Linked DNA regions of Mus musculus: region 1 is linked to region 2. The links are chromatin contacts, called in public promoter capture Hi-C maps. All regions are on one chromosome and are shown on one strand. Each heading gives the region's core, a stretch centred on a gene start, on an enhancer-like site or on the middle of the called end of the contact. The rest is flanking DNA. Distances are from core to core; before and after follow the strand shown. Region 1 holds the start of Sgpl1 (sphingosine phosphate lyase 1). Region 2 holds the start of Ranbp2 (RAN binding protein 2).

Region 1 (3,309 bases), core at 220-2,719, 2.7 Mb before region 2:
AGGGATTGATGGGGGAGGTCGCAGCCCACTGTGGGTGGTGCTATCCCTGGGTTGGTGGTCCTGGGTTCTATAAGCAAGCCAGCCATGAGGAGCAGGGCAGTAAGCAGCACTCCTTCATGGCCTCTGCATCAGCTCCTGCCTTCAGGTTTTGCCCTGTTTGAGCTCCTGTCCTGACTTCTTTTGTTGATGAACAGTGCTCTGGACGTGTAAGCCAAATAAACCCTTTCTTCCCCATATTTCTTTGGTCATGGTGTTTCATCACAGCAATAGAAACCCTAAAACAGTAAAATCTCAAAGCTCTTCCTTTAAAGACCCAGGTTAGGTGGTTGCTCAGATTAGTCTTGTCTGCAGACACTGGCTGGAAGTGACCAATTGTGTCCAGAATGCAAGGGTTGGGGTGGGGAATAGGGTCTTATTTTGAAGCCCCGGTTGGCTTCAAAATTGCCTCAGGAATTACAGGAACAAACCACCACACCAGGTTCAAGTTAATTATTTCAAGCATTTATTTTTATTTATGTGTAAGCGTGTGTGTGTGTGTGTGTGTGTTTATGGCCTCAGAGGCCAGAAGACAATGTCAGAGTCCATGGACCGGGAGTGGTGTTTGGGAGCCATCTTAAGTGGGTGCTGGGACCCAGCCTCACTGAGCCCTCCCTCCCCAATCACTTCACATAACCAGCTTTTTATGGGTATAATTTCAGTACTTGGGAGCCTAAAGCAGGAAGATTGATTCAAGTTCAAGGCCAGTTTATAGCTTACACGACAGAGTGAGACCCTGTCTCAAACACTAACCAGCCCCTAAACTGTTGAGTGTAGTGGCTGGCAGGAAGATTGTGAGTTCAAAGTTATCCTAAGATACAGGACCAGTTTGGGGCCAGCATGACCTAAGTCAGAACTTGGATCAAAACAAAGAATTGTTAAGAGAGATGTCACCTTAGATTTTTGGAAGGCTGTGATGAGGCGGGAGAAAACCTAGATCAAAGCCTTTGACTGCCCTACAGAAAGACCTCAAAGCCAGTCTCGGCAACTTAGTATAAAAAGCCTGCATCACAAAACAACAACAAACAACAATAGCAACAAAAGACAAACACAAAGAGTAGCCTGAAGAAGTTGTAAACTCACAGGGCCAGCTGCTGGCGAAAGGTGAGACCCCTAGACACCCTATCTGGCTTAGACACAGTCCCTACCCGGCCAGCAGGCGGCGCGCACGCCCACACGGCTCTGGGCGCCCCGAACCTTGGCGCCGAGCCTCTCAACCCTGGCGCCATTACTTAGCCCTGGCCACAAACTCTCGCCTGAGTTCCCCCGACACCACAGCCCGGACCCAGCAGTAGGCGGGCGGAGGGCTGCGGGGCGAGCCGAGCCCAGCGCGGCGTCGGACGTGCGCGCGCCCGACAGCGGCAAGGGCGCGCACGGCCCGGGCTCCTGGAGGCGGGCGGGTACCCCAAGGCCATTTCCGGGAGGGGCGGGGCCGGGGGCGGCGCACCTCCAATCTCTGCGGCGGCGGCGGAAGGGGGAACCCGGGTCCCGTGGCCAGCGAGTGAGTCGCTCGCAGAACCGAGGCGCGTGAGGTGGGCGGCGGCCAGCGGAGCCTCTGCGGGGAAAGAAGGAGCCGGGTCCACAGCCTGAGGAGGTGGAGCTGCCGCGGCGGGCTGGACCCGGCGGGAGCAGTGGGGAGCCGAGAGGAGCTGGAGGGATCCGGGCCCGGGCTGAGGGGAGAGGAGGGAGGCCGAGCTGTGGTTGGGGAGCCGAGAGGGAATTGGGTTGTGGGGAGCTGCGCGGAGGGAACCGGGCTGTGGGGAGCTGCGCTGAGGGAGGCAGGTCTGTGGTTCATGGAGAGCTGGGCTGAGGGGAGCGCGGCTGAGGAAAGCAGGGCCCGAGCTGAGAGGGAGCCGGGCTGAGGGAGAGCTGGGCTGAGGGGAGCGCGGCTGAGGAAAGCGGGGCCCGAGCTGAGAGGGAGCCGGGCTGAGGGAGAGCTGGGCTGAGGGGAGCGGGGCCCGGGCTGAGGGGGAGCAGGGACCGGGCTGAGGGGAGCAAGGGTTCAGGCTGAGAGGGTCCTGGGCTGAGGGGAGCGGGGCCCGAGCTGAGAGGGAGCCGGGCTGAGGGAGAGCCGGGCTGAGGGAAGCGGTGCCCGGGCTGAGGGAAGCAGGGCTCAGGCTGAAAGGGAGTGGGCTGAGAGGAAGCTGAGCTGAGGGGTGCAGGTCCGTGGCACAGGGAGAGGTGGGATGAGGGAAGCGGGGCCCAGACTGAGGGGAGCAGCGCCTGGGCTGAGGGGGAGCCGGGCTGAGAAGGAGCAAACTGAGGGGTGCGGGCCCCAGACTGAGGGGAGCAGGGTCGGGGCTGCGGGGTCGGGGCTGAGGGGAGCGGGGCCCAGGCTGAGGGGAGCAGGGCCCAGGCTGAGAGGGTCCTGGGCTTAAGGGAGTCAGGCTAAGAGGGGGCGGGCTGAGGGGAGCCGGGCCTGGTCTGAGGGGGCTGGGTCCGGGCTGATGGGGAGCCGAGCTGCGGGGTGTGGGTTCCCGACTGCTGTGGGGCGTCGGAGAGACCCAGGCTCGAGTCTGTGGCCGGGGCTGAGTAGTGGCGCCAGGCTACAGGGGCGCGGGGGAAAGGCAGGCCGGGCTGGAGGAGTCCCGGGTCCCGCTGTGCCGAGAGGCGGCGGCGCTGCCGTGGGCCCGGGGAAGGGGCGTGTCCCCGCGTGCACGCCGCGGGCTCCACTGCTCCGGGGTGCCGGGGTCGGCTGGAGCGCTGCCAAAGCCGGCAGGGGGATCCCGCGGAGGGGCAGCGCCGGCCGGGCTGCCGAGTAAACAGCTGCGTTTCCCCTTTGCAGACGCAGAGGCAGGGCAGCCCCGGGGAGGGAGCCGGCTGCAGAGGAAGATGCCCGGAACCGACCTCCTCAAGCTGGTGAGTCGGATCCTTTCTCTCTCGCTCAGAAGGCTCTGAGTCATGGGACCGCTTCCCCTCCGATGCCTTGCTTTTGCTCAAAGCTCAGCATTCGCTGCCACTTTTTTCTTTTTGTTTTGTTTGCTTTGGAAACTGGCGTGAATGCTCGGGGTGAATAAATGGATGAATACGGTGGATGCAGAACTTAGAAATTCCCTGAGGATCTTTCTACAGCCCTTGCTCACGGCTTTTCTCTCTTTCTTCTCCTACCACTAGAGCAATTGCTTTTGTTTTGTTTCTGAAACAATGGCTGCCTCTGGAACTCAGGGTGGCCTGGAACTTAGCAGGTACACTTGGCCTTGAACTTTTAGTCATTTCCCTCTACCTCCTAGTGCTGGGATTTTTTTGTTTGTTTGTTTGGGTTCTTTTGGTTGG
Region 2 (3,462 bases), core at 656-3,155:
TAGTTAAAACAAAAAATGTCTTATAGTTGTCATACTATCCAAATCAATATAACCAACCCAACCAACCTTCGATAAATATTAAAAAAAAAATAGTAGCAGGATGTGGTGGCACACACCTTCAATCCCAGAACTTGGGAAGAAGAGGCAGGTGGATCTCTGTGAGTTTGAGGCCAGCCTGATCTACACAGTGAGTTCCAGAACATAATAGAAACTCTGTCTCAAAACAAAGAAAAACAACTCAAAAGTCATATTTGAATATGTAGAGACTTTGAAATGGTTCCTAACATAATTTAACAACCATTTACACATTTACATACAATTAATACAATAGTATTAGATACTTTAGTATGCTTTATCTGAAATGCTTGGCATTTTTAGATTTCAGGGTCTTGTTTTTTTAGATTTTTAAATATCTTCAAGCATGTTAGATATCCTGGTAACAAATCCTAAATCTAATATAAACACATTTATCTAAAATGTACACCTTATAGACAGAAACCCAAAAGCACTTTCATATAACTCTTGTACCATGGCATTCTGATTTTGATCCATCAGAGGAAACTGGGTGTAAAATTTCCCACTTTGGGCATACCAGCACTAAATGAACTTGAGACTTTTAAAATCGCTTTGGGGGAGGGGTTGTAGATTTGCTGGACTGGATTATTTAACCTGCAGAAGCCATCTAAAGAAGAGACTTTAAGTAACAACAACAACAACAACAAAAATTATGCCATTTGACTTGTATGTTCATGAACTTTGGTTTATATAGATGACCATAAAACCCTCAGAGACAGAATGTAAAATATATATATATATATATATATATATATATATATATATACACAACTGAATTGGGCGTTTGTAAACAAAAATTGAAGCCCTCTGACTCTTTGTATCTCAAAGTCTGCCCTAAATGTTAACACGAATCATCCTCGGTAACACTAAATAACACTAACAAGGTCAAAATGCCGTTTACTGATGAAGAGTCTATACTGTACCAAGTTAGTTTACCAATGGTAGAACTTGATTGTTCAACACACCCCTCCCCCGCCCAAAAAATAACTGACTGTAGAGCCTCTGTACATCTCTCTCCACCGGCCAACACTCTTTAAGAACCCAAAATAAACACAACGTTAATGATCTTAAACACACACACACACACACACACACACAAAACACGTTGCGAAATAACGTTAGAAATGTTAAGGTATTGCAACTACCGCCTAGAAGGAATTCCGACTAGCAGCCTCCAAAAGGGGTTTGGGGAAGCGGGGCACAGCACTAGAAGACTTAAATTATGGGCCTTCCGTGTCGTTTATGCTGACGCGCCCTTCCTTCCCGCCCTGCTTCGTCCGTGGAGCCACCCACACAACCGTGCAAGCCCACCGCCGCGCGGTGTCAGCCTCCCCCCGAGACACGGCAGCCGTGACAGGGCCTAGCTATCCGGGAGACCGACGACGCCGGGCGGGCGGGCGGGCGAACCCCGCAGAGCGCCCCACGACGGCCTACGGAGCGGAGGCCGAAGAAGCCAGGCCCGAGTGGGCCCGCGGATAGCCATGAAGAGGAAACGCTGGCGGCCGCAGTCCCCACGCCTCCGGTGCTCAGCAGCGCCACGCCGCCCGCGACCGCCTCCACTCCAGCGGGGAGCCGAGGCCGCCGGGAGCCATGACACCGGCGCCACCGCCACCGGACCAGACCCGCTTACCTCTCGGGGCGACGGGGCGGAGCCCTGCACCGAGGCGATGTACCGCTCCACGTCGGCCTTGCTACGCCTCATCGCGCCGCGGACCAGGCTCCCCAGGAGCGGCAGACCAGCCCTGGGGCCTACAGCGACTGCGGGCTCCAGGAGGTGAGCGCCGAACACCGGTGACGCAGCTCCGTCGCGAACGGATGGGCACAGGGCGTGCGGCGCGCGTCATCACTGTGCGCCGCGCTGCGGCCTGGAGCGCCTGCTCGCTGTCACCCCGCCACGCCCGCGCTCCAGACCACGTGACCGTTTCGCAAACGATCGAGACGAACTCCCTTTCCCCGGGAAAGGCTTTATAGATTTCACTGGTGCTACGTCACAAAGCGGACCTAAAATGGCAGTGCCCTAATAAATCCGACCTTTTCGGGTGCTGCATCTGGTCAACACTTGATTTCCTTCTAAAGAGACAAACGTCGTCATTGCCTCCGGTTTCAGCAGAATAAAGGTTAATATTGGTTGAACAGTGTCTTTATGCTTAGATAAATCGGAGTGGAAATATTAGCGTTACGTGATGAGATGCACCTCACGGGGTAGTTGACGGTTAGGGGCAGAGGAGGAAGTGGTGGCTTTCCTGGCAAACAGAAACAGGCTTCACGAGGTTTTAAGAAATGATGACTTTAGGTTTCTGTTTGGGTAAGAATCGAGGCGGCCGTTAGGACGCTGTCAGCAACAATTGCCTTCAGGGGCCTGTTTTGTGACTTAACAATGAGCAGAACAGATTATATTAGAATATTAAAAGTAATAATCTCTTCGTGCTAGAGAGATGGCTCCGCAGTTAAGAGTGCTTGTTGGTCCTCTGAAGGACCGAAGTTCAGTTCTCAGCAGCCGGTTCCAGGGCATCTATCTAAATCCGGGTTCTGACCCCCGTAGAACCCACACACACACGTCCTCATGTACACACACACACACACACACACACAAAGTTTTAAGTAATAGTCTCAAGATTGTGAATAAACTGTCGTAAACGACAACTGCTGAAAAGAACCTTTGTCTGCAAAGACTGATCAAAACCGCAGTGGAGAGGTTAGAGTGGTGCAGTTCCAGATGTTAAATACCTTATTGTCAGATACAAAGGGTACCCCACCCATCCCCCAAAAATGCCACTGACTCCAAAATTGGATCTAACTTAGACTCAGTCTGGACTGTGGAGGATTTCTAGTGGTTAGGAAAAGCCTGCATTCCTTAGTAACTTGTGAAACTGTTTCCTATCTACCAAAGGAGTAATTTCCCTTACCTCTGGCAGAAATGGATTTACAGCTCTGCGCTAGCCCCCAGGCTCCCCAGTCCATACTTACAAGTACTTGTTATACAATTCAAAGCCCCCTTGCCAGCATCCTGGCTCTTTGCTTCCCTCCTCCCCAGATACATATTCCCCCATCTCCCTTCTCTCAGCTTTTCCTGAGAGAGACAACCTTTGTTGTTTGGAATAAACTTTACCTTGTCTACCCAAAGAGTGGCCGTTTCAGTCTCTTTACTGTGCCCCTTGCCCTTGCATACACTTACCTTGGACTAGGTTAGTCCCAGAACAGCATCTTGCTCACCTCTGTGTCAGAACTAACATTCTGTAAACTATAGATTAAAAATCATTGGAATCTATTAACTTAGCAGACTACCAGCTTCTACCAGCAAACAGCCCAAAATGTCAGCAGTGTCATAGGACTATAAAAAGCTTCTCCGCCTTACTGTTACTACATCTCTCATATATCAGGATATAT

Evidence for each region. Capture Hi-C pulls out chosen DNA fragments and counts their contacts.
Region 1: a promoter capture Hi-C map of adipose tissue shows a contact between it and region 2, with 2.7 times the contacts expected there. The contact joins the promoter of Sgpl1 here to the promoter of Ranbp2 in region 2. A contact is called at or near these places in 2 of 9 other capture datasets (adipose tissue and liver).

Annotation. Positions count from the first base shown.
Region 1 is chr10:61,145,844-61,149,152 of GRCm38.p6, reverse strand. It overlaps Sgpl1 (sphingosine phosphate lyase 1), which reads left to right and starts at 1,469. Exons shown (of 15, transcript NM_009163.4): 1 at 1,469-1,630; 2 at 2,822-2,895. The coding sequence starts at 2,869.
Region 2 is chr10:58,445,295-58,448,756 of GRCm38.p6, reverse strand. It overlaps Ranbp2 (RAN binding protein 2), which reads right to left and starts at 1,905. Exons shown (of 29, transcript NM_011240.3): 1 at 1,706-1,905. The coding sequence starts at 1,777.